4 separate regions of the Mus musculus genome follow, and regions 1, 2 and 3 are each linked to region 4. Evidence: chromatin contacts called from public HiChIP or PLAC-seq and promoter capture Hi-C data. All regions are on one chromosome and are shown on one strand. Each heading gives the region's core, a stretch centred on a gene start, on an enhancer-like site or on the middle of the called end of the contact. The rest is flanking DNA. Distances are from core to core; before and after follow the strand shown.

What was found. Promoter capture Hi-C pulls out the DNA fragments that hold promoters and counts their contacts. HiChIP or PLAC-seq counts read pairs in DNA pulled down with a chosen protein or histone mark.
Region 1: a promoter capture Hi-C map of pre-B cells shows a contact between it and region 4. The contact joins the promoter of Fbxl18 here to the promoter of E130309D02Rik in region 4. A contact is called at or near these places in 4 of 39 promoter capture datasets (embryonic stem cells, erythroid cells, liver and 1 more), 8 of 484 Hi-C or Micro-C datasets (CD4 T cells, CD8 T cells, the G1E-ER4 cell line and 4 more), 5 of 115 datasets of contacts at active chromatin or transcription factors (bone marrow-derived dendritic cells, effector CD8 T cells, embryonic stem cells and 2 more) and 1 of 9 other capture datasets (liver).
Region 2: an HNF4G HiChIP or PLAC-seq map of pancreatic cancer cells shows a contact between it and region 4. The contact joins the enhancer-like site here to the promoter of E130309D02Rik in region 4. A contact is called at or near these places in 5 of 115 datasets of contacts at active chromatin or transcription factors (the 230-238 cell line, bone marrow-derived dendritic cells, bone marrow-derived macrophages and 2 more) and 1 of 9 other capture datasets (adipose tissue).
Region 3: a contact with region 4 is called in an HNF4G HiChIP or PLAC-seq map of pancreatic cancer cells. The contact joins the enhancer-like site here to the promoter of E130309D02Rik in region 4. A contact is called at or near these places in 1 of 39 promoter capture datasets (erythroid cells), 1 of 484 Hi-C or Micro-C datasets (regulatory T cells), 8 of 115 datasets of contacts at active chromatin or transcription factors (the 230-238 cell line, the NIH/3T3 cell line, bone marrow-derived dendritic cells and 5 more) and 1 of 9 other capture datasets (liver).

Annotation. Positions count from the first base shown.
Region 1 is chr5:142,890,972-142,897,736 of GRCm38.p6, forward strand. It overlaps Fbxl18 (F-box and leucine-rich repeat protein 18), which reads right to left and starts at 4,267. Exons shown (of 5, transcript NM_001033312.3): 1 at 4,139-4,267. Gm38733 (a long non-coding RNA gene) reads left to right here and starts at 4,333. Exons shown (of 2, transcript XR_003955825.1): 1 at 4,333-4,496; 2 at 6,734-6,765.
Region 2 is chr5:142,802,353-142,809,991 of GRCm38.p6, forward strand. The region is part of intron 2 of Tnrc18 (trinucleotide repeat containing 18); the gene reads right to left. Among named protein-coding and RNA genes, the nearest start is that of Gm31365, 5.9 kb to the right of the region's middle. Within about 2 kb of position 5,574, at least 33 of the 459 cell types and tissues checked have an H3K27ac peak or open chromatin away from gene starts, as enhancers often do. A contact at or near this core is called in pancreatic cancer cells, where this site is marked.
Region 3 is chr5:142,908,796-142,915,523 of GRCm38.p6, forward strand. No RefSeq gene overlaps it. Among named protein-coding and RNA genes, the nearest start is that of Actb, 5.4 kb to the left of the region's middle. Within about 2 kb of position 3,741, at least 80 of the 459 cell types and tissues checked have an H3K27ac peak or open chromatin away from gene starts, as enhancers often do. A contact at or near this core is called in bone marrow-derived dendritic cells, embryonic stem cells, liver and 2 more, where this site is marked.
Region 4 is chr5:143,311,175-143,318,246 of GRCm38.p6, forward strand. E130309D02Rik (RIKEN cDNA E130309D02 gene) reads right to left here and starts at 4,186. Exons shown (of 6, transcript NM_172726.4): 1 at 3,729-4,186; 2 at 3,004-3,225; 3 at 537-702. The coding sequence starts at 3,920. Zdhhc4 (zinc finger, DHHC domain containing 4) reads right to left here. Exons shown (of 8, transcript NM_028379.5): 8 at 5,315-5,658. The coding sequence ends at 5,368.

The sequences.
Region 1 (6,765 bases), core at 3,017-5,516, 420 kb before region 4:
AGGGTTGGCTGGCTGCTTTTGTATCTGCAGTACTGGGGATGGAGGTGGGGCTCCTGAATCTCAGACGGAGACTCAGATGGGCTCTCACCTGAAGCTACTTCCCAGCTCCCTACAAACGGCAGCAACTGCAGGAACTGAGGACCCCTCCTCCACTCAGCTCAGCACACTCTCAGATGTCCAGATCAAAAGACGCCAGCCTGCTCTACATGCTGAGTTCCAGGCTACCAAGGCTACCCAACAAGTCCTTGTTCAGAGAGAAGAAAGAAAAGCTGGCTAGGCTCACAGGTGTGCCCTATTACTCCTATCTTACAGCAGGTGTGCCCTATTACTCCTATCTTACAGGAGGGTTTCCTTGTTTGCATCCTGTGTGTAAGTGTGTTATGTATATGGTCACACATATGTGGAGTTGTGTGTGTGTGTAAGCCTGGCTGGACAGGGAGTGTCTTCCTAAGTCTCTGTCCTATTTGTCTGAGGCTCATCTAGACAAAGCAGTCATGGAGCCCCAGGACCCTCTGCCTCTGCCCCACTAGCATGGGATCCGACGCACAGACACGATGCAACACCCTGCTTTGCTTTTGATGTGGCTGCTGGAGATACAGAACAGGCACTTTACTGACTGAGCCGTCTCCCCAGATCAAGGCTTTTTTTTTTTCTTAACTGCCTGAGAAAAAAAGCACAGAACCAGGCCGACCTGAGTCCAATTCACAGCCACCCTGTGCCATACCCACTCTCCCTGTAGACAGCAGGCTCCTGCCAGGATTTACTTATGGCAGCTCAACTGGAATACAATTGGCTTAGAACTATGACACGCCAAAGCTGGCTAGCAAATTTGAAAAACCAAGCCTAGCGGTGCGCTCCTGTAATCACACAGGCATATGCACAAATGCACACATGCAGAGTCACCAGGTTGACTCAGGCACTGCTGCTGGGACGCACTGATTCTAGTCTTTTATGTGGATCCTCCTCCACCCGAGCCCAAAGCACTGCTTTCACCCCCAACCCCAGCCGTTCTCTTCTTCACTGGACCCTAGGCTGTCACACTGAGAATTACCCTGTGAATCCTACACTTGGGAGGATGAGGCAGGACTACAGAGTAAAGGCCGGCTTGGTCAGCAGTCCTCCCCACAAATCCAAGCGGAAAATGAGAAGTCCTACCCTTATGATTTCCCCTCCTCCCTCCTGAGTCCTCCATCCACCGCCAGGCAGTTCGCAGTCCGGGCTTTGGCAGCGGGTTTGTCAGCATGACTTTGAACCCACAGTCTCTCTTCCTGGAGAGATGCCTTACTCGTACGGAGCTTGCCATACAAGCACTAACACCTGAGTTTGGATCTCCAGCACCCTTGTTAAAAGCCTAGAGTGGCAGCTTGCAGCTGCAGTCCTAGCAATGGGGAGGTGGACACAGAAGGATCCCTGAAGATGCCCAGACAGTCAGCCTAAATCAGTGAGGTTCAATGAGACCCTGTCTCAAAATACAAGACGGAAGGGCTGGAGAGAGGATGGCTCAGCTGTCAACTGAGCTCTTACAGAGGAGCCAGGTTCAGTTCTCAGCACCCACACGATGGTTCACAACCAGCATTAACTACAGTTAAAGTCCCAGGGGCTCAACTCTCTTCTGGCCTGTTGGCACTTTGTACACACGGCACACGTACATACACACAAGCAAGCACTCAAACACACATTCACATTAAAAAAAAAAAAAAACAAAAAACAACAACAAAGCCGGGCGTGGTGGCGCACGCCTTTAATCCTAGCACTTGGGAGGCAGAGGCAGGCGGATCTCTGAGTTCGAGGCCAGCCTGGTCTATAGAGTGAGTTCCAGGACAGTCAAGGCTACACAGAGAAACCCTGTCTCGAAAAACCAAAAAAAAAACCAAAAACAAAAACAAAAACAAAAAAAAAACACACTTGCTGGGTGTGGTGGCACAAACCTTTAATCCCAGCACTTGTGGGGACAGAGGCAGAAGGATCTCTGTGAGTTAAAGGCCAGCCTGATCTACATAATGAGATTCTGTCTCAAAAATAATTAATTAAAAAATGCTTTCTAGGGCTGGAGAGATGGCTCAGTGGTTAAGAGCACTGACTGCTCTTCCAAAGGTCCTGAGTTCAATTTTCCAGCAACCACATGGTGGCTCACAACCATCTGTAATGGGATCCAATGCCTTCTTCTGGTGTGTCTGAAGACAGCTACAGTGTACTCACAAAATAAATAAATAAATACATCTTTTATTTTAAAAAATGCTTTCTAAAGTAAAGAGTGCTTGTGGACATCCAACATTGATTTGGGGCCTCCACAAGCACTCCCACATTCGAGAGCACGCACAGGAGCCAAGCACAGCAATGTGGGTCTACAGTCCTGGCTACTTAGGAGGCTGAGACGGGAAGACACCTTGAACCTGTGAAGTTGACAGCAGCCTAGGCACCATAGCAAAATCTAATCTCAGAGGCTCAAACCTTACTGGCTGGCTATGTTGCTCACTCAGGGAACAGAGGAGCTTTTGAGTCAGGACTCCATAGGATCACACGAGCAGACATGTCTATTTAATCCCTAGGACGTAGAAGTCATTGAGAGCTACTAATACAGCAATACTATCCTGGAACTCCTCTTGCTAGAGACATAACTTTCTACCACCTCACTCCTCTCTCATTAGTCTAGAGCTGGACCACACACTCTCTTTCCTGTCAATCAAAGAGACACTTCTGAGTCCAGTTTTCTTCAAAGAAAGAGAAGCTTCCAACAGACCCCAGACATAGTCCTCATACCCTGGAAAACACTTGTAAGTCTCACTGGATAAATGCAAGGAAACTCCTAGGACTTAAAAGTGTGCCCAGAGATCAGCAAGACGGCTAAGTGAGCAAGAGAGCTTGCCTTGCAAACCCGATGACCCAAGTTCAAACCCTGGGACCCACATAAAATGCTGGATGCAGTGACCCACATCTGCCATCCCAACACTGCTAGCGCAAAGTGAGAGGAGGAGATAGGGGCATCTGTCAAAAGCTCACAAGCCAGCTACTCTGGAGTATACACCATCAAGAGAGATCCTGTCTCAACTGGGGGGAAAGGCAGAAGCGATAATTTAGTACTACTCTTTCGGAGGACCTGAGTTCGATTCCCAGTACCCACACTGGGGAGGCGAATAACCACCTGTGTAACTCCAACACCGGGTGCACATGATCCTCTGGTCTCCTCAGACACCTGTACTCATGTACACATACCCACACACAGTTATACATACACACATACACACACACACACACACTAATATAAACCAGATAAAAGGCAACAACCAACTCTTCAAAGTGGTCCTCTGACTTCCACATGTACGCCACGACACGCACCCATGACATGCACATGCCAGTACTCACGCATACACACACGCTAATATGATAAATAGGTGTACCCCCAGATGCGAGTACCTAGGAAAGAACAAATATAACTCAAGATAGGGAGGAAGGCAACAGGGAAGCTACCAGGTGCTCCCCTAACCCCCGCCACGGCCCCATACTGTCGTCTGCAGAAAAAAATACTGCACACCCGTAACAAGACGCAGTGGGATTCTCCAGCTGACCTAGATCATAAAGCTCTGGGGTCAGTCCGACGCCCTATCACACTCCCGCGCATCACAAGTAGACTCCAGAAAGAAGTGGGCTGCACTTAAGCTGATAGAAAAAAAGAAGAAGCCAGGGCTGGGAATGGGGTCGAAGCCCTGAGTTCCACCCTTAGCTGCACATTAACCACCGCGTGATGATGCACACCTGTAACCCCAGATTTACAAAGGCTACAATAGAAAGATTGCTGTACGTTCAAAACCAGCCTGGGCTGCACACTGAACTCCAGGCTAGACTGGGCTACAGTGTAAAACAAACAAGAAAACACAAGCAGAAGGGACAACGTCCCATAGCTGCGAGGGCAGAGCCAACACACAAGGAGACGGGGGAAAGGCCTGGAAACTCAGCAGGCCACGTGAAAGGGTCCATTCTGGCCATCGAGATTGTGCGCCTGGGAACAGATGGGGTCAGGAGAGGAGAGGGCCTGGTAGGAGGGTAGGAGACGGCAAGGATGGGCCTTGGAATAAAGCCAGGGTCGGGAGGGAAGCCCAGAGGGGACTCCAGCCGCCGGGGCTGGAGGTGCAGGTCGTACCTCTCCGGAGCTAGCCGCCGGAGCTGCAGCCTCACAGTCCCCCAGCCTGCCAGCGTAGGGATGCTCGAAGCCGGCGCGGCCACAGCTCCACAGAGACCCCGGTAAGGGGCGTGGCTGCGGCGCACGCCTAGACGTACTTCCGCTTGCGCCCGGATGGACCCGGTGCGGTCGCCATGTTGGGTGTGGCATAAAGTACTCTCAGGATTCAGAGGCGTCCAGAAGGTCACGAGTGACCAGTCTCTTAAGCTACCTCCGCAGTTTCTTGCTGTCGCTCCAACAACATGCGTTCTGCTCCAGGCCTTTGCATTTGCCATTCGCGCTACACACTGCGCTCCAAGTCATCTGTCACAGCGCTCAGGTATCCTAGATAACCATAGCAACCTTCATGTGCACACGCTCCTGAATTTGCCCCTCATCTTGCGTTACAACTCTCAATAGCTCTTTGCACCGCCTGACTTGCTAAGCCTTTTTGCTTGTTTTGAGTCTCACTCTGTAGTCCTGGCTGTCCTGGAATTAGCTATAAAGACCAAGCTGGCCTTGAAGTCACAAAATCCGCCTACCTCTGCCTCCCATCTATGCCTAGGCCACTGTTTATTTAATGTATGTGAGTGCACTGGAGCTGTCTTCAGACAAAGTTTCTGGGAATTGAACTCAGGACCTCTGGAAGAGCAGTCAGTGCTCTTAACCGCTGAGCCATCTCTCCAGCCCCATCTTGTTTTGTTGTTGTTGTTGTTGGTTTTTGGTTTTGTTTTGTTTTTTTGTTTGTTTGTTTGTTTGTTTTGGGTTTATCGAGACAGGGTTTCTCTGTATAGCCCTGGCTGTCCTGGAGCTCACTTTGTAGACCAGGCTGGCCTCGAACTCAGAAATCCGCCTGCCTCTGCCTCCCGAGTGCTGGGATTAAAGGCGTGCGCCACCACGCCCGGCTGTTTTGTTTTTTAACACTACTGAGGATTGAACCTAAGGCTTCCTTTCATGCGTGCTAAGTAAGCACCCTGCCTGTACCCCCATAACTAAGCAGAGAGTCTGCCTGGTACTGTTCTTTGCATGTCAACACTGAACAAATAAATATTTGCTGAATAAATGAATAATAAATGTTTCCACGGCGTTTCCAGTTAAAAATGGTTTCCTAGAGCTCGTGAAATGACTCGTCAGGGAAAGGAGCTTGACTCTGACTGACCACCTGAAGTGAGTTTGATTCCAAGGACCCACACGCTGGAAGGAGAAGACTGCCTTCTAGAAGCTGCCCTCTGGTGTCTGTGTCTGCACTGGTCATGCACATGTGCTCTCGCTCGAGTGTACACAGAGAAAGAGTCAGGAAGGAAGTCCAGATGGTTTAAAATTAAGATAATAGTTTAATGGGAGCTGGGGATGTAGTTCATTTGAGTATTTGTCTAGCAGATACATAACCCGGGGTTCCGTCCCTGGCACTATATAAACCAAACCAAACGGAAACAATCTTAGGACTCAGAAAGTGGAGGCAGGAAGACCTGCAGGTCAAGGTTACCCTAGGCTATATAGTGAGTTTGAAGCCAGCCTGGTCTACATAGTGCGTTTCAGGACTGCCAAGGCTATAGAGGAACTAATACACCCTTCTTCCCTTGGGACACATAACTAAAATAATAATTATAAAAATTAATCAAATTATGAACACAGCAGGAAAGCTGAGTTTGAAGCCCCTGGTTAAACCCTCCAGTTTAGCATTGTCATCTACTACAGAGAAGAGAAAATTTACGAGCAACAGGAAGCCACAGAAAGGGGTGGGCACAGGGGTGAGTTGGAGCCACTGATGGAGCCCGATCGCTCGACATCAGCTGATTCTCACTGTGCCAGATAAAGATGGCCACAAATGTACACCCCAGCCCATCTCCCACCACTACCATCAACACTCAACAACTTCTTCCCTTTTCATTTTTAATTATATTTCTTATTTTACATTGTGTGGGGAGACAGAGAGAGAGAGAGGTGTATAGGTGCATGTAGCAGGAAGCACATGCAGACGTTGAAGGACAGACCCGGGGAGTCAGTTTCCTCCTTTGGCAGTGGTTTCTTTTAAAAAAAAAAAATTATTTATTTAATGTATATGAGTACACTGTCGCTGTCTTCAGACACACCAGATGGTTGTGAGCCACCATGTGGGAATTGCTGGGAATTGAACTCAGGACCTCTGGAAGGGCAGTCAGTGCTCTTAACCGTTGAGCCATCTCTCCAGCCCCATCAGCAGTGGTTTCTTTTTTTTTTTTTTTTTAAAGATTTATTTATTTATTATATGTAAGTACACTGTAGCTGTCCTCATATACTCCATCAGATTTCGTTACGGATGGTTGTGAGCCACCATGTGGTTGCTGGGATTTGAACTCAGGACCTTCAGAAGAGCAGTCGGCGCTCTTAACCACTGAGCCATCTCGCCAGCCCCAGCAGTGGTTTCTATTGGCTGTCGTCAGGTCACTTGTGCGGCAGATGCTCTTCCTCAGTGAGCCGCTTTGCAAGCCCTTTCCAGGTTTCTTTGCACTACGGTATCATAAAGCTTAGACTGGTCCGAAGGTTACTATTTATTTCAGGCTGGCCTCCAACTGCAGCTCCTCCTGCCTTTCCAAGTTCCCAGGTGCCAGAGTCACAGATGTGTGCCA
Region 2 (7,639 bases), core at 4,324-6,823, 510 kb before region 4:
GAATTCATGGGGCGATGGAGGGGCCCTCTTCCCTCATCCCAGCTCTGCCCCTCAGGCTGAGGCAGTAGCTCCAGATGGAGGAAGACCAAGGTTAGCCTCACCTACAGAGGCTAAACTTTAAGCCTGAGGCCAGCCTAGGCCACAAAGAGATATGGTCATATCTCAAACAGTAACAATAGTCCGCTTAAATTAGTGAATTCACTTTTAAAGGAATGAGACTTGTCTGGGCTGGGTTTAGGCAGAGGGCAAAGCTAGGCGGAAACCCAAGTGCTTAAATGGCTACAGTACTCTCACCCAAGGCAAAAAAGAAAAGTATCAAAGCCAGGCTCCAGATATGCCTGGCCCTGCGGTCCAGGCACTCGGCAGGAGAAGGCTGAGGCAGAGTAGACCTCAAGGTCAGCCACATAACAATTGTCTCAAAAAAAAAAAAAATACAGAAAGAGAGAGAGAGAGAGAGAGAGAGAGAGAGAGAGAGAGGAAGGAAGGAAGGAAGGAAGGAAGGAAGGAAGGAAGGAAGGAAGGAAGGGAAAAAGAAGAAGAAGAAAGAAAAAGAAAGAGAGAAAGAGAAAAAGGAAAGAAATACCTTTATACAGCGATAACACCGGTTTGGTGTCCATCCAGTCCAGCCCTCACTATCCAACCCTCCCTGAACCTGGAGCTAAACTGGAGGCCAGCAAGCCCCAGCAATCCTCCTGTCTCCACGCCCCAAAGCACTCCAGCTACTGGAGGCACACAAGGCCCTGCCCTGCTTCTCAGGTGGGTGGGGAACCCAAACCTCATGCTGAAGTAGCAGTGGCTCTTCACAGACACAGTCTCTCTTAGCACAGGCTATCCTCAAACTCATTGCAGACCTAAGGCTAGCCTTAGATTCTTTCCTGATCTTCCAGCTTCCACCACCCAAGTGCTCGATGGGTAAGTGTTCTTTTCTTTCCCAAAATGCAGAAGACAAGAAAAGACCAGTGAGCCAGAGAATACAGAGAGCCCAAAAAGAAAACAACACAGTCATGATCACCCAGGCCATGAGAACAGACAGGCATGAAAAACAGAGTGCTCTATTGACAGTAAGAACAACAACACTAACAGGGCTGAAGGCGGCTCAGTTGGTAGGGTGCTAGTTCCATCCCCAGCACTGGCTGTGGTGATATAAACTCACAATCCCACTGCTCTCTGGAGAGACATGGGAAGATTAGAAGTTGAAAGTCACCCTCACCTACATACTAAGTTAAGGCCAGCCTGGGCTACATTACACACACACACACACACACACACACACAAACACACATACATGCACATACACACACACATACACATATACACACACAAACACACATACAGACATACACACATACAGACAGACACACATACATACACATACACACACACACATACACACACACATACACACACATACACACACTTTTTAAAAAAGATTTATTTATTTATTTTATGTATTTTTATGTATATTGTCACTGTCTTCAGACACACACCAGAAGAGGGCATTAGCTCGCATTACAGATGGTTGTGAGCCACCATGTTGCTGGGAACTGAACTCATGACCTACAGAAGAGCAGCCAATGCTCTGAACTGCTGAGTCATCTCTCCAGCTCCCCTCCCCCCCACATTCTTAATATACACTCTATAGATGAATGACAGACAACTTCTAAAACTATAGTGAAGGGTTAAAGGGCTATAAAATTCCACTGAAGATATCTAGAAAGATTGTAGCTAAGTAGGTGTGGGCTGGTGAGATGGCTCAGTGGGTAAGGGTGATCTTAGCAAAACCAAAAGTTGTCCTCTGAAATACACACACACACACACACACACACACCAAAAAAATAAATAAGTAAAAATAAAAGAAAGAGTAAAGCTGGAGCTGCTGGTATAGGCCTTTGATCCCAGTGCTCAGGAGGCAGAACCAGCGGATCGGATCTCTGTGAGTCCGAGGTTAGCCTAGTCAGGAGTTCCAGCTATGTATCAAGGCCCTGTCTCAGGGGAAAAACTCAGGGGAAAAAAAAGAGAAAGGAAAAAAAAATGATACAGAAGATGTGTTTATTGGAGCAAAGGCCTCAAGATATCTCACTACTCGTACAAAGAAAGAATGGTAGACAGGAAATGATCAAATATGAATAAAAATAGAAACTCAAAAACAATTTCAGGCTGGAAGGATTGAATCCTGAGATTGACAGGCACCCAGCACAGCAAACACAAAAGGAGGCCACAGCAGACACTCCTGCACAGAATCTCAAGACAGCTAGGATGGCGAGAAAATCCCTAATGGTAGCTCAGGCTTTCTTTGAGTCACGCAACCCTCTAGGAGCTTCAGGGCCTAGCCGCATTTACCCTTCACACAGTCATGAAAAGCGACTATTAACCAGCCATTTCAGCGGAGAAAAAAAAAACAGAGGGTCAGTCAGACAAAATGTCCAACCCACACAGCAAGGAAGAGGCCAAGCTGTCCCCTGGGTCCCTGTAGCCATGTCTGTCACTATTGTGATATCAAAAAGATGTTGGGGGGGGGGGGTCACAGAGGACAGACACTTGGCATATGGTGATCAAGATTCAAAGTGATTGGCCCATGCCTTTAACCCCAGCACTGTGAGTTCAAAGCTAGCCTGGTCCCCATGTGAGTTCCAGGGCTACCGAGTGAGGCTCTGAGGGTTTGTAGACAGTTAGTGTTACTGGAGGGTTAGTGTTTCTGCAGAGATATGGCCACTGGTTAAGTTGTTCATGCTCCAAGAAGGGACCTGACAACCAAGCTTAAGAAACAGATGCTAGGGCTGGTGAGATGGCTGAGCAGGTAAGAGCACTGACTGCTCTTCTGAAGGTCTTGAGTTCAAATCCCAGCAACCACATGGTGGCTTACAACCACCCATAATGAAAAAAAAAACAAAGAAAGAAAGAGATGCTAGTGGGGCAGCCTTTAATCCCAGCACTGGGGAGGCAGAGGCAGATGGATCTTTGAGTTCAAGGTCAGCCTGGTCTACACAGGGAGTTCCAGGACAGCCAGGGCTACACAGAGAAGCTCTGTCTCAAAAAACTAAAAGAGAGAGAGAGAGAAACTCTAATACACTGAGTGGGTCATTCACAAAACAGCCATGAAACTAAGAGGAAGATGAACTTCAAAAGACAGCCAGCAGCTGAGAGGGCACTGGGGGGGGGGGGGGATAAAATACTAAAATTCACTCTGTACATGAATGAAACTGTCCATGCACACAAATAAATACACAGCCACTCACAAGCTAAACAAATAATAATACTACGTTGTACTGGTTTGGTCCCCAGCCCCACCAGTGGGAGGGGTAGGCACAGCATCACAGCCTTCAGAAAAAGGCAGAGGGACACTGGAAAGCACTAACCACCGACGTGACCAGGCAGAACTGCTGAACATGCTCCCAGAAGCACGGCCGTAACCCAGGAGACAGGAAGGTACCAGATCCAAGGAACAGAGTCGCTGGCAACCAGGTAAAGGCCGATGGAACCATCCAGAACCAGACTCTTCAAGAAAAGACAAAGGAGATCTGGGCGGGAGACGTTCCCAATTATAAACTGTATCCACAGAACGGGAGGCAGACAGTCTAAAACACAATCCGATCCAAAAAAACAAAAACCTTGAAAACTCCAGAAAATATAAGTTGATTTTATTACACCATTGACTCTAGGCACAACAGGCACAAAACTTACAAAGCCATAGTAAAAACAAAACAAAACAAAACAAAACAAACAAACAAAAAAAACTGGCTTAAATAAAACAGTAGTGTTGCCGGCCGAGGCTCCTTTAATTCCAGTGATGAAGAGGCAGAGGGATGCTCTGTGAGTTCGAGGCCAGCCTGGTCTATAGAGTAAGTTCCAGGACAGCCAGGGCTACACAGAGAAAGCCTGTCTCTTAAAACATTAAAATAAAACAAAAATTTCCCTTGTATCTCATATATATCAAGAGAAGGGAATAGAACCGGGTAAGAGGTTAAAGAAACCTCACTTACCATAATAATAAACATCTGCAAGGCCCCTATTGCATATCAGACGCAGTGTTAAATGCTTTATTTGCAACACTTAATCCTTGAACCGGATCTCCGAGTATCCTATTATCATACCCCATTTTATTTCACTTTGCATATGTGCACTATAGGCGTTTCTGCGTGTATATGCATGTGTCACATGCTTACAGGGTCTGCAGAGGCCAGACACAGAGTCAGACTCTGCAGAACTAGGAGTCAAAATGGTGTGAGCTCTTGTGTAGGTGTTGGAAATCGAACCCAGATCCTCCGCAAGAGCAACAGATGCTCTTTACCCGCCGAGCCATTTCTCCAGCCCACCCATTTCATTTTTTCAATGCTACACTTTTTTCTTTTCTATTCTCTTTAAAAAAAAAAAAATCCTTTGGCTTTTTTCAGGACAGGGTTTCTCTGTGTAGCCCTGGCTATGCTTGAACTCACTCTGTAGACCAGGCTGGACCAGAACTCAGAGATCGGCCTGCCTCTGCCTCCTGAGAGCTGAGATTATAGGCCACCACACCTAACTTGTTTTGTTTCTGTGATTACATAGCACAGGCAAACCTGAACTCACTATATACCCAAGGGATCATGCTCTTGCACTACTCAGTCAAGAGATCCATCTGCCTTTGCGTCCTAAGTACTAAAATTACAGGCACATACGCACCACCATGACAGTTAATATGACTTAGTCAAATCCAAAGCATCATGCATGCTATGAGCTACATGCTCCTCCTGCTTTGGTTGGTGTTGTACTTTGAACTTTTTGAGACAGGGTCTCATTATTTAGTGGCACTGGAACTCTCTCATTATATAGTCCATGCTAGCCTCCAATTCAATAGCGATCCCTGTCTCCCAAGGGCTGGGACTAAAGGCCTACCCCACTGGGTGTGGCAGCCTTGAAGCCTAAAGATTACAAGTTTGAGGCAAATCTGAGCTCTACTGAATCCCAACCTGGGCCACACAGGAAGACCCTTAAAAAGTCAAATAAACCAGAAACTTGAGATGAAAGCAACCAAGTCTGGGTGTGTGGGGATGGTAGACATACTCGTGATCCAGGCATTTGAGATGTGAAGGCAAGAGGATCAGGAGTTCCAGGCTGGAGAGATGGCTCAGTGGTTACCAACACTGACTCCTCTTGCAGAGGTCCTGAGTTCAGTTCTCAGCAACCACATGGTGGCTCACAACCATCTGTAATGGGATTTGATGCCCTCTTCTGGTGTGTCTGAAGACAGCTACAATGTACTCACAAAAAAAAAAAAGGGGGGGGGCGGGGGATCAGGTATTCAAAGCTAGACTGAGCTACATAACATGGAAGCATTTTAGTCTGGCTATTATAAAAAAAAAGGGGGGTACAAATGAAAAGCAATGAAGACCTGGGGTACTGCTCAGAGGTAGCTCCAAGGCCTCTGGGGTTGATCCACCAGTCCCAAGATAAAATAAAAGCGTAGGTTGACCCCCGGTGGCTAAGGACTATGCTCCAACCAGAGAGCGTTAGAAGGAAATTCCAAAGCCCTGGGAGAGGTGTGGACGGGCCTGAGGGATCTGTGAGTCACCCGCTAATGATGTCCGTAATTACAGCAATCACTTTTTCAGTGACTTCCAGAGGGCTGGGCCTGGGTCAGGCACCTGGCCTCAGCCTGCCTCATCAAATGTCACAAGGCAAGGTAGCGTTCAGTATTAATTGGTCCACTTTGTAGATGGGAAAATTGAGACTCACAGACTCATCAAAGGCAGAAAATCAAGACTTCAGTCTCAGGCTTGGGCAGGTGTGATAGGTCACAGGGCAAGCTGATGGTTTAAGCTCAGTCCTCTGGACCCAAGTGGTCGGAGAGAACTGAGTCACACCAACTGTCCTCTTGAATATGCACTGAAGCATATACACATGTGCACACAGAAGCACTCGCATTCACACATACACATGCACAATAAGTGGCAAAAAGAAAAGAAAAAAGGAAGAGGAATCCAAATAGTGATTGGTCATGAACGCCGTTCATCCCTGCACTCACAAAGCAGAGGCAGGCAGCTCTCTGTGAGTTTGAGGTCACCCTGGTCTACAGAGCAAGTTCCAGGAAAAACAAACAAACAAACAAACTCATTAAAAATAAATAAATAAGGGCTGGAGAGATGGCTCAGCAGTTAAGAGCACTGACTGCTCTTCCAGAGGTCCTGAGTTCAATTCCCAGCAACCACATAGTGGCTCACAACCATCTGTAATGGGATCTGACTGACGCCCTCTTCTGGTGTGTCTGAAGACAGCTATAATTGTAATCACTCATAAATAAATAAATAAATCTTTAAAAAACATAATAATATAAATAAATAAATAAATAAATAAATAAATGGAAATAACCATCAGCCCTAGAACAGGCAGCCTCCAGATAAAGTAGCTTCTTATCAAAGGATTCCAGGTTCAGAACTGCTAAGGAATGTGTGAAATTGTTAGAAAGGGTATTTGAGCCCCAGCCCCTCACTGGGGGATTCTAGGCAGAGCTCTACCACTGAGTCACGCCCCCAGCCCCTCACTGGGGGATTCCAGGCAGGGGCTCTACCACTGAGCCACGCCCCCAGCCCCTCCCTGGGGGATTCTAGGCAGAGCTCTACCACTGAGCCACGCCCCCAGCCCCTCCCTGGGGGATTCTAGGCAGGGGCTCTACCACTGAGCCACGCCCCCAGCCCCTCACTGGGGGATTCTAGGCAGGGGCTCTACCACTGAGCCACGCCCCAGCCCCTCACTGGGGGATTCTAGGCAGGGGCTCTACCACTGAGCCATGCCCCCAGCCCCTCCCTGGGGGATTCTAGGCAGGGGCTCTACCATTGAACCATGCCCCCAGCCCCTCCCTGGGGGATTCTAAGCAGGGGCTCTACCATTGAGCCACGCCCCCAGCCCCCTCACTGGGGGATTCTAGGCAGGGGCTCTACCACTGAGCTGCATCTCAGCGGTCCTACTTTTTATCTTCAGTCAGCACCTCACTATGTGATAGCTTTTACTTCCACCAAAGGCAGATATGATGCTTCTCTGGGCAAGAGGGATGGCAAGGACCCCTGGCTCCTGGCTGGGGATCTGACTCAGTGACATGTGCACATGACACTGGGTTTCACTGTCAGCAACACAAAAATAAACAAACAAACAAACAGGCTCAGCTTTAGATGGTGGGTTTTTCTTTTGTTGATGAGTTTTGTTTGTTTTTGAGACAGTCCACCCGTGAGCCAAGACTACAGGTCTATGCTACCAATGCAGGGCTGCGGATCAAACCAAGGGTTTCACCATGCATGGTTAGTAAACATTCTATCAAGTGAAGTGAAAGTCCTGGTCCCTTTAGTTGGGGTTGGAATGCCTGCCGAGATGGCAAAAAGGAGTGGAAGCAGAATCAGATTTGGCAGCCAGTCCACCAAAAGGAGTCAAGACCATCCCTAACTGGCCACAGCTAAGTCACATGGTTCACTTGTAGACTGAGGCAGGATCTTAAGTTCCAGATTATGTTCTCAGATATGCAGGAAACTGACAGTCCACCGGGGCTATAGCAGACCCTGTCTTCTAAATATGATATCTATGTGTACATACAGGTGTGTGTGCACGTGTCTATTTATATCAACAACAACAACAATAACAACAACAAAATACAAAAACACCCCACCACCCCAAGCGA
Region 3 (6,728 bases), core at 2,491-4,990, 400 kb before region 4:
GAGTATAGACTTGAACTGATCCTTCTGCCTTTACATCCCGAGAGTGTTGTGATTACAGGCATATATCACCATGCCCAGCTTCTTTGTTTGAAACAGTGGCTCCCTATGTAGCCCAGGCTGGCCTCAAACTCCTGCTCTTCCTGCCTCAGCTTCCTGTGTGCTTATGAAGACAGTCATGGTGCCTATTCAGGCTAGTCTTAATAACTCAGCACCTCCCCCAGCCCGGACAACATAAAACAAGCCAGCCCTTTGAGGGGCCCCATCACCCCCCACTTCCTTCCACTAACACACACACACACACACACACACACACTGAGGGGCTCTGTTCTGTGGAATGAATGAGAGATCGTCTGGGTGTCCTCAGCCCTGACAAAGGAGAGGTCCCTGAGAGGCCGGCAGAGGTGGAGGGGGCCTCAGCTGTTAAGTTTGGGGTGCAGACAGGAGACGGAAAGCACAGAACAGGGTGGGGGTGGGGAAAAGAGGAAGTGGAGGAAGGGGAAGGCAGAGGAAGTGAAGCTGGCCTTCTCCAGAGAACTTTGCCCTCACAAAGAGCTGTCACTGTTACTGTCAGGCACCCAGCTGGCAGCCACAGCCTGGCCCAGAGCATGGGTGACACCTGTAGCTTTAGTGCACTTCCCCCCACAAGGGTCCCCTTCCCTGAAAAGCCTTGGGACGAGAGAATATTTACAACCTAATTCAAGGCCCACTCTCTGATCCTCCTCTCAGAAGCCATATGTCACTTCTCCTGGGGACATTCAAGCCCAGCTGGCCAGGAAGACCCTAAGCTGCACATTTTCAAGTGAGAAATTGAGGAAGAGGGGAACTTCCTGTCACAGTAGCAGGAGCTCTGTCCAAGAGGGCGGGTCCCTGCAGACAGCAGGATGTCAGTAAGGCACTAAATGAATGAGGGAGGGCCTGGAACGTTCCAGAAAACATACTCCCTTTTTACAGGTTCAGAAAACTGAGATGGGCCTGACAGAGCGCCCAGTGCTTTAAGATCCAGCCATAATGCCTCTGTACTCAGGGGCCCCTGAGCTAACAGCCTGCCCTCTGCCTCACAGGGCCCCTCCCTGGGTAAAGTGGCCTCTGGAATGTCCCCGGGGACTAGGTCCAAGGACTGCTCCAAAGTTGGAATTCCTGGCCCCACCTCCTCCTTAGTACATATTTCTATCTCTCAGAGTTCAATGAGGGCAAGCCAAAGGCCCTGGTCATACGTAGGGTACCACCGGAAAAGTCTACTGGATGCCTGCTTGCAGGGCCACCTCACCCATGCTCTGATAACCCTGACTCCGCAGGGCTTTTTCCTACAGGAGGTTTGTCCAGGAGTGTGGGTTCCTCCAGCTGATTAACTTCTCAGCCTTTGGGGCCAGCTTCAGGCTGCCCTCTCCAGGCCCAGAGAGCAAGTGATCAGGGAAGATGACCCAGAAAAGGAATAGCCTGGGGCCAAAGCAGATGGCCCTTTCTTCCCAAACAGCTTCGGAGTTACTCAGTTACCATATCTGCTGCCTGCCTACTCAGCAGCCAAAAGGCTCTGTTCTGAGCAGAGGGAGTAAAGCAAGCATGTGCCTTGAGATAGCCCTAAAAGAACGTTCGCTGGTTCCGGGAAGGAAGCAAAGATTTACTTAGGGAAGTCTTTTTTCCCCCCGAGTTAGGTAGCTCAGTGGACAAAGGCACTTGCTTCCTTACTGTCTGAGATTAACCTCTGGAAACCACATGGTGGAAGGAGAGAACCAACTCCCTCAGTGGCCCTCTGATCTGCACATTAAAATCACACCACACATTCCCCACCACACCCACACCCACCCACCCACCTCCACACACAAATAAATGGAGGGGTTTTGTTTTTTGTTGTTATTGTGTGTGTGTTTGAGACTTCTTTTTTCCTTTTTTGGGAAGGGGAGTTTGCCTCCCTCCTAATTTTTGAAGATTTATTTATTTTATACATATGAGTACACTGCAGCTGTCTTCAGACAGAAGAAGGCATCAGATCCCATTACAGATGGCTGTGAGCCACCATGTGGTTGCTGGGAATTGAACTCAGGATTTCTAGAAGAGCAGTCAGTGCTCTTAACCACTGAGCCATCTCTCCAGCCTCAAGATAGGTTTTTTTTTTTTGTTTGTTTTTTTTTTTTTTTTTTTTTTTTTTTATGTGGCCTTGGCTATTCTGGAACTAGCTCTGTAGATCAGGCTAGCCTCGAATTCAAGACGACCATCCTGCTTCTACTTCCTGACTGTTGGGATCAAAGGTGTGCGCCACCATTGCCCAGCCTAAAATATTTGAAAAGGTTTATGTATTACTTTCACTTAGGTGTACCTGTGTGTGCCTGCAGGAGTTTATGTGTAGCACATGAATGCAGGTGCCAAACAGTTGAAACCCACCTCATGAGGACGCTGGGAACGGAATTCAGGTCCTCGGCAAGAGCAGTAAGTATTCCTAACCACTGAGGCATCTAACTTCTGACCTAGAACTCTTGATCCCCAGCGTCACGGGGAACGGTACCACACTCAGTTTACACAGTGATGAATTCTGAGTGTGTGTAGAGGGGGCTGTGTACATGTGATAGCTTGAAGAGTCAGGTCTCTTCACCTTGTGGGTCACCAGGGATCATCAGGCTTGGTGGTAAGCTTCTTTACCCACTGAGACATCTCACTGGCCCGTGTTTGCTCATTGGTTTTTCTTTACGGCAAGTTCTCATACAGTAGCCCAGCCTGGCCTCAAATCCAAGGCCAAGCACTTAGATTAGAAGCACGCTCCATTGAAATGGGGGAACTTATTAAAGTTCTTGGGAGAGTTTTGAAAAATCCTTTTAAAAACTACCTTCTGTCTTGGCCCCCTAGGGCACCAGGAAAAACTGCCCCACCCTTCTGGGGAGTTCCCAGACTTTCAAATTCAGAGTGATTTATTCAGAAACAGAAGAGAAACTTCCAGGTCTTCCCCTTCATACGCACTAGTAGAGGCCTTTCTGCTTGCCCTAGGGCAAGCAGGATTCCTGTTCCTTGCTTCCAGATGGGAATGCTACCCAATGCTCAGTGGGAAGGCAGTGAGGAATGGAGGGAGGCTAGGGTATGGGCTGATCCCTGGATCCAAATGAACAGCCTGCAGGGGAGTGGCCACCAGCTCTCTGTCACCCAGAGGCTGACCTTGCACTCTGCTGGTTGTCTAGGTAGACCAGAGCGCATTATGGGGTGACAATGAGCTGGCTCATTGTCCAGCTAGTTCAGATATTCAGTCAAGGTGATCACCAGTTCGAGGTCTGCCAAAGGTATATAAAGAACTTGTCTCAGAGAGTTTGAAGAAATTACTCAGTGGTAGAGCATTTGCCTAGACTACTCCTGGGGTGGGGGGGCTGGGGGGGGGCTCAGTGGTAGAGCACCCGCCTAGACTACCCCAGTTCGGGGTTGGGGCCTGGCTCAGTGTAGAGCATCTGCCTAGGTCCTTACAGTGAGGGGCTGGAGGTATGGCTCAAGCAGTTGCTAATTCCTGATGGGTGTTGTGGTGCGCATGTTTCATCCCAGCACTAAGAAGGCAGAGGCAGGTAGATCTTTAACTTCCGAGGCCAGCCTGGTCTACACAGTGAGTTTTAGAACAACCAGAGTAACAAAGAGCAACCCTGACTCAAACAAATGAAAAAAGAGTGGCCCCTGAAGCATACAAAACCCTGGATTCCACCTCCAGTACAGTAAACAATACAACAGGTAGACAGTCCAGAGTGTATAGGAAGCCAAGGTCTAAAGGTCAGGCCAATGCTGGATCATGTAGTCAATATCAGTAGAGGACTTAGCTTTAACAACCAGTGTGGCAGTGTACGCCTTTAACCCCAGCACTCAGGAGGCAGAGGCAGGTGGGCCTCTGTGAGTTTGAGGCCAGCTTGTTCCAGAACAGCCGGAGCTACACACTGAGAACCTGTCTCTAAAAACCATTAGATAAATAAATAGATAAAAATTCAGCCTGCTCTGGCTTTTGGAAATGCCCCTTGTAAGTAGAGAAGTGTAGTTACCTAGGGTTGCCCGCCTTGGAGGAAGTGGAATTGGGAGGGAGACTTGGGTAGATGTAGGTGTGTCTGGCCACAGCTGACTCATAGGCTGAGCCCTAGGGGTCAGCCTGTGCCTTCCCTCCTGGCCTACCCAGCTTGCTGAGAGCCTACAGGGCACTAGGAGCTACCCCTAATTTGCCACACCCCTACCCAGTCAGCCGGAATCTCCCTGTTCCTTAGATGAGCAAACGAGATAGTATCAGACCAAATATGGTGGCATGGGCCTATCACTCCAGCTCTTCCAGGGGCTGAGGGACTATGACTAGGAAAACGGGAGGAAAGACTATTTAAAAAAAAAAAAATAAATGACTATAGTGATGCACAGCTATAACCCCAGCACCTAGGAGGCAGAGACAAGCAGATTCTATGAGGTTGAAGCCAGCCTATCTAGTGAATTCCAGGCTAGCCTAAGCAACATAGTAAGACCCTGTCTCAAAATAAAAAGAAAAAAGAAAAAAGAAAAAGAAATAAAATTTCGAAAGGGCTGGTTTTGTTCTCAGTTGTCCAGCAGAACTGAATGGTAAGACCTTATTACTGAAGACACACTAGTCTTTGGTTTCAGAGCCTAGAAAAAAATCCCCCTTGAATTGACCTGAAAAATTCCTCTCTGCTGGCTAGCTTTCATGGTTCTGGAAGGTGCTAGCTATGTAGGCCACAAGGGTGGGGTAGGGGTGAGCATCAGTGGTATTACCCAGCAGCGAAGCCTGCATGCTACAACGGTGACCTGCCAAAGATCTGTTCATTGGTGTAGTAGCATTGGCATGAAGGCTAGGGCGGTAACCACTGCTTTCTGATTGGAAACCAGCAAGCAATGTAGGTGTAGACTGTAAACCTTGCCAAAAGCCCATGGCTCTGAAGATCACAGGCCCTAGGGAGGAATCTCCTACTGTTGTTTTACTAATGAATATCTTGTCAAGCTCCCTTCCAAATATTCATGCTTACACCCATACATTGACGTTGCTCCTAACATTAACCAGAACAGCCTTTCTCAAGGGGTCAGCTGTGAACACAGTCATGAGTCTAAGACTAGTGCTAAGAACAAGTGAGCAGAAAGTGCTGAACCCTAAATGGGTCATCCAGGGCTGGAGAGATGGCTCAGAGGTTAAGCGCCCTGGCTGTTCTTCCAAAGGATCTGGGTTCAATTCCCAGCACCACCTGTCTTTGTCTGTCCCCTTCCAGTTCCAGGGGACCTGACACCCTCACACAGACATACAGGGAGGCAGAATGCCAGTGCACACAGAATAAAAATAAATAGTAAGGTATTTTTAAAAATGAGACATCTATATCAAATTCCCACCCCACCTTCTTTTTTGTTGTTGTTGTTTTTTGTTTTTCGAGACAGGGTTTCTGTCCAGGTGGCTGTCCTGGAACTCACTCTGTAGACCAGGCTGGCCTCAAACTCAGAGATCCACCTGCCCTCTGCCTCCCAAATGCTGGGATTAAAGGCATGCGCCACCACTGCCTGACTCATCCCACCTTCTAAAAGTCAGAGAACACACCAGAAAAGAGAAGGGAAAAAAATGTAAGAGCTGGAGGATGCCGAAGAATCTTCTGGAATAATACTGTTTGGAGACCTGATGTGGCCTATTAGCTAGAACAGCTCAGACAGAAGCAGCCAACAAGATGTCCCAGCAGGCTGCATGGCTGAGCAGGACACACCTTGAGTCCTAGGACTTAGGAGGCAGAGGCAGGCAGATCTCTGTGAATTCCAGGCCAGGCTGGTCCATACAGTAAGCTGCAGGCCAGCCAGGACTACATGAAAACCTTGTCTCAAAACCAACACAAGGGTGGAGATGGGGACCTGGAGGTGGGGGGGGGGGTGACTGGGGAATGGGTCAGATACCTAGGGGAGATGGTAGGGGAAAGTAGGGGTTCCTGAGGGGAGCTGCAGAGAAACTTGGGGTGTACATGATCAAAATACATTGTTGACATGTATGAAATGTTCTACATTTCATACATGGGTGTGGTGGCATACAATATATTATATTGTATTCTATTCCATTAAAATAAATAAGGGGCCAGAGAGGTAACAGAGGTTAAGAGCATTTGTTGCTCTCGTAGAGAGGGCCAGAGTTCAGGTCCCAGCATCTATTACTCCACAACCATCTATACCTCCAGTTCCAGGGGACCTGATGCCCAGTCTGCACTAGGCACATGCGCGGTACACACACAATGATGTATAGGCAAAGAACTCCTACACATAAAATGAATAAATCTTTTTTAAAAATGTTAAGTACGTAAGTAAATAAAAAGGACTGGTAAACCAAGTCATGTCGGCTCAGTCCTGTAATCCAGTCCCTTGGAATGAATGACGTAGGGTTGCCAGGGACCAATGGGACGAGGCTGTGAGTTTCAGGCCAAGCTAAGCCGCAGACACAGACACCTCTCAAAAACAAACAAACCAACAAGGGCTGGGAAGTGGCTCAGCTGGTGGAATGCTTGCCTAAGGTCCACAAGGCTCTGGGTTCCTTCCTCGATTTCATGTATTAGAGGCGTGGTGGTGTATGCTGTATTCACACTCAGGAGGCAGAGGCAGGAGGGCTGGAACAAAGTTACCTTCAACTCCATAGCAGGTTCCAGGCCAGTCGGGGTTCCACGAAATCTTGTTTCAGATAAGTGAATATGTCAACAACAGAGTGCGGTGGGGCCAGCCAGGTGTCGCGGTGGCTGTAAGACCTCATTCAGCAAGTCTGG
Region 4 (7,072 bases), core at 2,936-5,435:
GTACCTGTCATACCCCCGCCCCCCATGCACATAATTAAGAATAAATCTTGTGGAGAGGCAGTCACATGTCTACGGAAAAGTACCTGTACCTGGTTTCCTACGCTCTTATTTCCGACATTCAGACCCAAACTGCGAAGAATTGAACAAAGCCGCTTTTAGCAAGTGGTAAAGACTGAGATGCTGTAAGGCTAGGTTTAGCCCCACAGTAACGATGCATACGTTGCAGTTAAAAAAGTCAGTGGCAAGGGTCTGGACAGTGGGTAAGAGCACTCGCTGCTCTTACATTGAGTTCAGTTCTCACATTTGGACCATGTGTAACTCTAGCTCCAAGTGCCTCTGTGGGCACTGCACACGTGACACCCGCCCCCCAGACACAAACCACAAAATAAAACAAAAGCCAATGTAGTCACTGGGGCATGAGGTATTCCAGGGCAGAATGCTTGTCCAGCATGCTCGAAACTCTGGGTTCTACCCCCAGCACAGCAAGAAAGAAATACACAAAGCTGGTGTCCACCAGAAGCTGCTCGGACACTCACCTGATGACAGGTCGTAGAGGGCGGTCACGGACGTTATGAACTGGCAGCAGAAACGAGGACTGGCACTAAAGATCTGCTTCAGTGTCTGAACGGAGCCCGGCACCAGACAGCAGTAGTCCTCCACAAGCACTCTGGCAAGCCTCACGCAGTAGACCACGGGCGTCCGCTGGGAAGAAGCCACAGTCCAAGTCACTGAGGAACCCTGAGCTGGCAGGTGACAGCTGCGTGTAAAGAGTGAAGACCACCCACGTGGGTGGAGCCACTTCGGGGCGGGGAGACCTGCTAACAGAGCCCCTTGGGGTAGGGTCTCATCATCTAAAGCCCATGGCACCAGTCTACCACCACTTCCCAGCCACAGGGGAGCACAGCTCCACAGGGGCGGCCAAGCTAATCAGCCTGCTATCCCACACTCCAGCACTAGAGGGCAGAAGTGCGTTCTTGCAAGAAGGACCATGCCCACTACAAAGGTGGAATAGTTACATAAATCTGCCTGTCTCGGTTGAAAGGTGACTTTGCCGAGGAAATGACAATTTCTGAAGGACACCATACATCAAAACTACCCATTACTACCACTGTGAGGTTTGGAAGAGTTTGTGAATTATCACATGATGAAATGTTTGCCACAAGCCCAGCAGTGGTGGCGCACGCCTTTGATCCCAGCACTTGGGAGGCAGAGGCAGGCGGATCTCTTGAGTTCCAGGACAGCCAGGGCTACTCAGAGAAACCCTGTCTCAAAAAAACAAAAACAAACAAACAAAAAAAAAAAAGTTTGCTACAGCTGGGTGTGGTGGCTCAAGGCTCGGTCTCAGCACTAGGAAGCCTGGGGCAAAAGGATTAGGAGGTTGTAGGCTGGCCTAAGCTACATAGTTAAACTTGTTTTTCTTAAGATTTTACTTTTCATGGTGTGTAGCCCCGTGTGTCTGTTTGAGTAGACCCATACATGTGCGTAAAGGCATTCAAGGAGAACAGGGGGAAGGGATTCCCGGGAGCTGGAGTTATAGGCACTTGGGAGCAGGATATGGGTGCTCTAAGAACTGGATTTGGGTCCTTTGTGTGAACAAGTCTCTTAACTCCTAAGCCATCTCTCCTTCCCTCCGCATACTGTTTTAAAAATCCAATCATTTTGCCTGAGAAATAGATTTTCCATTTATTCTGAAGATGAGGCCTTTTTGTTTTGTTTATCAAAAAATTAATTTAAGGCTGGGTGTGGTGTCACACACCTTTAATCTGGGGAGGCCAAGGATGGCAAATCTTTGTGAGTTAGAGGCCAGCCTGGTCTACAGAGTGAATTCCATGCCAATCGAGGCCATACAGTAAGACGCAAACTGGGAGGATGGTGGGGGATGGTTGGTGGGGGATGGTGGAGGATGGTGGGGGATGGTGGGGGATGGTGGGGGATGGTGGAGGATTCAGCCAGTTAAGCTCTTGCCTTGCAAGCCCGACAACCTGAGAGAAAGCTCTGTAACAGCATAAGGACAAAAGAAGTAGGGGGCTAGACAGGCAGCTCAGTAGTTAGGGGCACTGGCTGCTCTCCCAGAGGACCCAAATTCGATTCCTAGCACCCACATGGTGGCTCACAACCATTTGTAACTCTAGTTGCAGGGATCGAAAGCCCGCTCCGCTTCCAGCCTCCACAGTGTGAGCAGCAGCATACAGGTGGTACACAGACACAACATCCCCACGCAAAACAGTTCCACATTAACAAATAATTTTACAAATTTAAGATGAAAAGGAGCCAAGGAAGCCAGGTGGCGGTGGCGCATACCTTTAATCCCAGCACTCGGGAGGCAGAGGCAGGCGGATTACTGAGTTCAAGGCCAGCCTGGTCTACACAGTGAGTTACAGGACAGCCAGTGCTACACAGAGAAACCCTGTCTCAAAAAAAGGTGACAGTAGTGACCCGACTTCACACAGCTGTCCTCAGGCCTCTCCAGATGTGCTGTGGCACAGGCAACCACACACACATCACACATGCACAGTAATACTAAAAGTAAGCTGGGTGTGATGGCATACACCTTTAATAGCAAATGCTAGGGAGGCAGAGACACCTGGTCTGGGTTGAGTTCAAGGCCAGCCTGGTCTACATTTTGAGATCCAGGACAGCCCAGGCTACATAATCAGAACCTGTTTCAAAATGAAACAAATCCTAATTTTACTACTTTGTGTACAAGAAGGCTACAATTCCAGAGCCAGACACGTGGACCCTATAATCCTCAAGAGACTCAGGTAGAAGGGTCATGAGGGTTGAATTCAGCTTGGGCTACATACCAAATTCTTTTTTCAAAAAAAAAAAGTCAATCAAAGAAACAAAAAAAATGTTTGCTCCATAAAAAAAACGGGACTGGGTGTAGCACCCAGGCAGGGATGATCGATGACATCACGCACGTGTAAAAGACCTCTACGAACATCCAAACTCTTGTTATCCTGTCTACGGAGACTGTGGGAGACGCTATTTCGAGAGCAGTACCTGGAGCCAGGAGGCCGCACATTCCAACACGGGGATCCGACACACGGCCACGGCCATGGAGACCAGCTTTCCCAACAAGCTCATTCGGCTGTCGTCGGCTTTGTTCCCTTGGGGGCTGAAAAGGGAGGAGAAAATGATCTGCCGCACAGAGTCCTTGCTTTGCTCCTGGAAGTAACTGCACATGATTTCAAGAAGCTGGAGCTCCTGGAGGGAATTCAGTCTCTGTAAAAACAAACCCGGAAGAGAAGCTGTGAGAAGAGGGCCTCCACCTGCCCCTTAGCTCCCACCCTAAGAGATTAGGGAAGTGGATGCTTAGAATCCCAGCGCACACGAGGCTGAGTCTAGCCGATAATGAGTTTCAGGCTGGCCCGAGATACATGGTACACAGAAAGACAGTGTTTGAAAAAGGAAAACAGATCTATTCTTTTTCCCAGGGTGTATTTTTTTCACCCTTCAGAAGCCTAAGCCCGGGGGGGCTTAACTCTATGAATAAGCAAAGGAAAAAACCCTGCATCTAGTTAAGCGACATCCCAGAGGGATGTTAAGTAGCCAGTTCACAAAGCCACCACCCCGGATCATTCATTGGTGGGCGACTGTCACACGCCTGCGAAACGGGCACGCGGCTGAGCAACGCCGCTGGACTGCAAGGCCGGGGGAGCGGAAAGAGGAGCGAGACCTCGGGGCGAGCTCCTGTCACCGAGCGAGGGCACGGCCGGGGCGGGCACCTTGGGCTGCGCGCCGCGCTCCTTGGGCACTTGGAACACGAACTCCTCCAGCAGCTCCACGGAGCCCTTGTCCACGATGGGCAACGGCGCGCTCTGCAGCTGGCTGCTGAAGTAGATGTCCAGGTGGTACAGCACCTCCTTGGCGGCGCTCAGCGCGTCGCGCCGCAGCAGCGAGTGGCGGATGTCGCTCATGGTGCGGCCGCCCTGTCCCCGCCGCGAGTCCTACTTCCGCCCGGAGACAAAGAGGCGCGACCGGCCTGGGCCCCGACGCGGGCAGGGTCGCGGCGCCCGCCCGCCTCTAACAGGCGCCAACCCGCTCAGGGGACCATCGTCGCCGCTGCCGCCGCCGCCACGGGCCAGCGAGTATCCTGGGGTCCGACTGCGGCGCCGCCCAGAGCCGCGGGAGCCGACGCCGCTCGGCCGAACCGGCGGCTGAATGGCGACGGCGGCCCGCAGGGGCCAAGCTCGGGCTGCGGCCGCGCGCTCTCGTGGGCGCCCCCTGGCGGTGAAGCCCGCACGGGCAAGCACGAGGCCCCGCCCCGCCGTCTTCGCAAGAGTTTCTCCGGCTTCAGAGGTGTTTGATTATCAGACACTCGGAGGTGTTCTGAGCCGGCACCACGCACCCAAGCCTTCTCATGCTCCCCTCCAACCAGGACGTGCTCTGATCGCCCCCGGGAGTGGGGCGACTACTAGGACAAATGATGCTTGTAAGCACCCCCACGCCCTGATCCTTCTGTTCCAGGGTCAGTGTTTCCAAATTCTCTCCTGACTCCTGGACCCTCTTAACTGCTATGCTCTAGCCCAGCCCAGGAGGACTATGGGAATCTTAGTACAAGGTTTAGCCCACGTGCTCCCTGTTCCTGAAAACCCTCCCACCCTACAACACTCCCACTCCCCAGCTCAAGATTTCTATACAATCTATGGGCGATGGTTTATTTACAATTTATACTAAACTAGCTGTTAATGAAGACTGGAGATTTTTTTTTTTCTTTTGGTTTTTCGAGTCAGGGGTACTCAGTGTAACCCTGGCTGTCCTGTAACTCACTGTGTAGACCAGGCTGGTCTCAAACTCAGAGATCCACGTTCCTCTGCCTCCTGAGTACTGTGATCAAAGGTGTGCACCACCACCGCCCATCGGGGAGTAGAGATTTTAAACAGAATGGAAAAGTCTTGCGTGTGGCTCACAAATACAATGACTAAGAGGCCTATGGCTGAGAGGATTTAGTTAAGATGATAAAGGGCCCCTGCCTGGGAAAGAACAGACCAGGGAGAGAGTGCAGCTGGGCACAGCCCAGAGACTCTCTTGTACATCAGGGAACAGACTTTATGGTCCTAGTTCAGGCGCCCAAGGGTGCAGTGAAAGAGGCAAAGGCCTCCTTGTCACCCAGAGCCTTGGACATCTCTTGACCCTTCTCACACTAGGACCTCAGAAGTTACTGGATCTAGCAGAATATAGGCAGGAGGGAAATCTGCCCTGGGAGACACGAGAACTCAGCAAGCCTAGCTTCCCATCTCTTTTTCCCCACTAAAGCCCACTCACGCCCACACAGCAGAAACCAACACAGACAATGATGAGAAAACAAATATCCATGTGTACAAATAGGTGTGCACTGTATTTAAAAGGCAGGGCACTTCCGCTCTATTTCTCCTTTTTCTTGTAACTGGGGGTAGCAGGTAGAAAGATCTCTCGAAGGTTGCTCCTAAACCCGTGGGAGTGAATGTTCTGGTGGATCCGGGGCTCAGCTGATGGGGACCAAGCCACCAGAGGCCAGCGCTGGCACCAGGCCCAGTCGCCTTTATACCATTCATTTGTGGTCTGGTTGGTGGCAGCCAGGTACAGAGCAAAGCACAAGTAGCCAGCCAGGAGCATGCTCAAAACGATGACAAAGCCCAGTAGGAAGACAATCCTTGGAAATGCCAGGAACAGATGCTGTGGGCAGAAAACCAGAGTGTTAGCAAATAGCCTTCAATGCCTGAGCACCAGCCCTGACCCTGTGGTGCAGACTCATCACTCAGCTGACCTTCTGCATCAGATCTGACCCACCAGGCAGTATATACAGCTGAAAAATGTGCCAATGCCCCAGCATTCATGAGGCCCCACACTCAAAATTCCCTATTTCTCTTTCTCTGTCTCTGTCTGTCTCCCTGTCTGTCTGTCACATGCATGTATTGCACAAGTGCAAGCACACAGATACACACACATATGCACTTCAGTTGCCTCAAATCTGACCCTTGGAACATAGATCTGAGTCACAGTCAACACAGACACAGGCAGGCAGCCCAGGCATGAGCCTAGTGTGTGTGACAGCTTGTTGCAGGATAACTTTCACACAGGCAGAAAGGTCACTCAAGACACAGACAGTACTTTGCCAGTCTGCTGTTTACAGACAAATATGTGGAGACAGCTCGTGCATTAAACTAAAATCCTGCGAGGACTGTCTCTTTAAAGCCACCGAGCACAGGAACAGCAGGCCAGGAGTGCTGACAGCAGTACCCGCCCCTCCAGCATCTCTGCGCATGAGCGATGGTGCAGGCTGGTGAGCATAACGCTCACAAGGCTGAAATGGTTGGCAAGTTTGAGGCCAGCCCAAGTCAGAGTAAGGCCTTGACTCAAGACATCAAAACAAAACAATAACAAACGAAATGGCTGTGCATGAGGAAGAATGAGACTCTGGGTCAGTCACAGTACAGCACACCAAGAAGCAATTAACGTCAACTCAGACTGTGGATTGGTGCGCAGTGAGAACGGAAAGGCTCAGGGCTCTCCCTGGTATGTTGTGTGACTATGGCACGAGGATGGTGAGGGTCTAAGGCCAGGCCACATCTGGGAACTGGCACAGGAGGGGCGGGGCAGAGGTCTCACACTGCGTGTTCCTTTTTAAACCTTTAGGGCAAAAGTTCTCTGTGGGTGTTCACGCAATGTGTGTCTGCATCAGAGCGTGGGGTCAGGCATCTGTCCGTGCTTTTCTACCTTGCTTGAAGCTAGCTTGCTGCTGCAATGCCAGGCTAGCCTGGCCTGTGAGCTTCTGGGATTTTCTGTCTCCACCTCTCAGCCTCTCCATTCCAGATGTGTGCCCCCACCTCTCAGCCTCTCCATCCCAGATGTGTGCTACCACACTGTGCTCTACACGGATTCTGGGATCCGAACTGAGGTCCTCATTTGTATGGCAAGGGCCTTACCCACTCAGCCGTATAGAACCCTGAGCCAAATGCTTGCTTATCTGAATACTGTGTTATTTTTATAATAGGAGGGGTAAAAAAATTAGAATTCAATGTTTTTGGAAGTCAGAGGAGGAAAAATACTAATCAGAACTCTTAATTAGAGCAACTGTGTAACTCAAGTC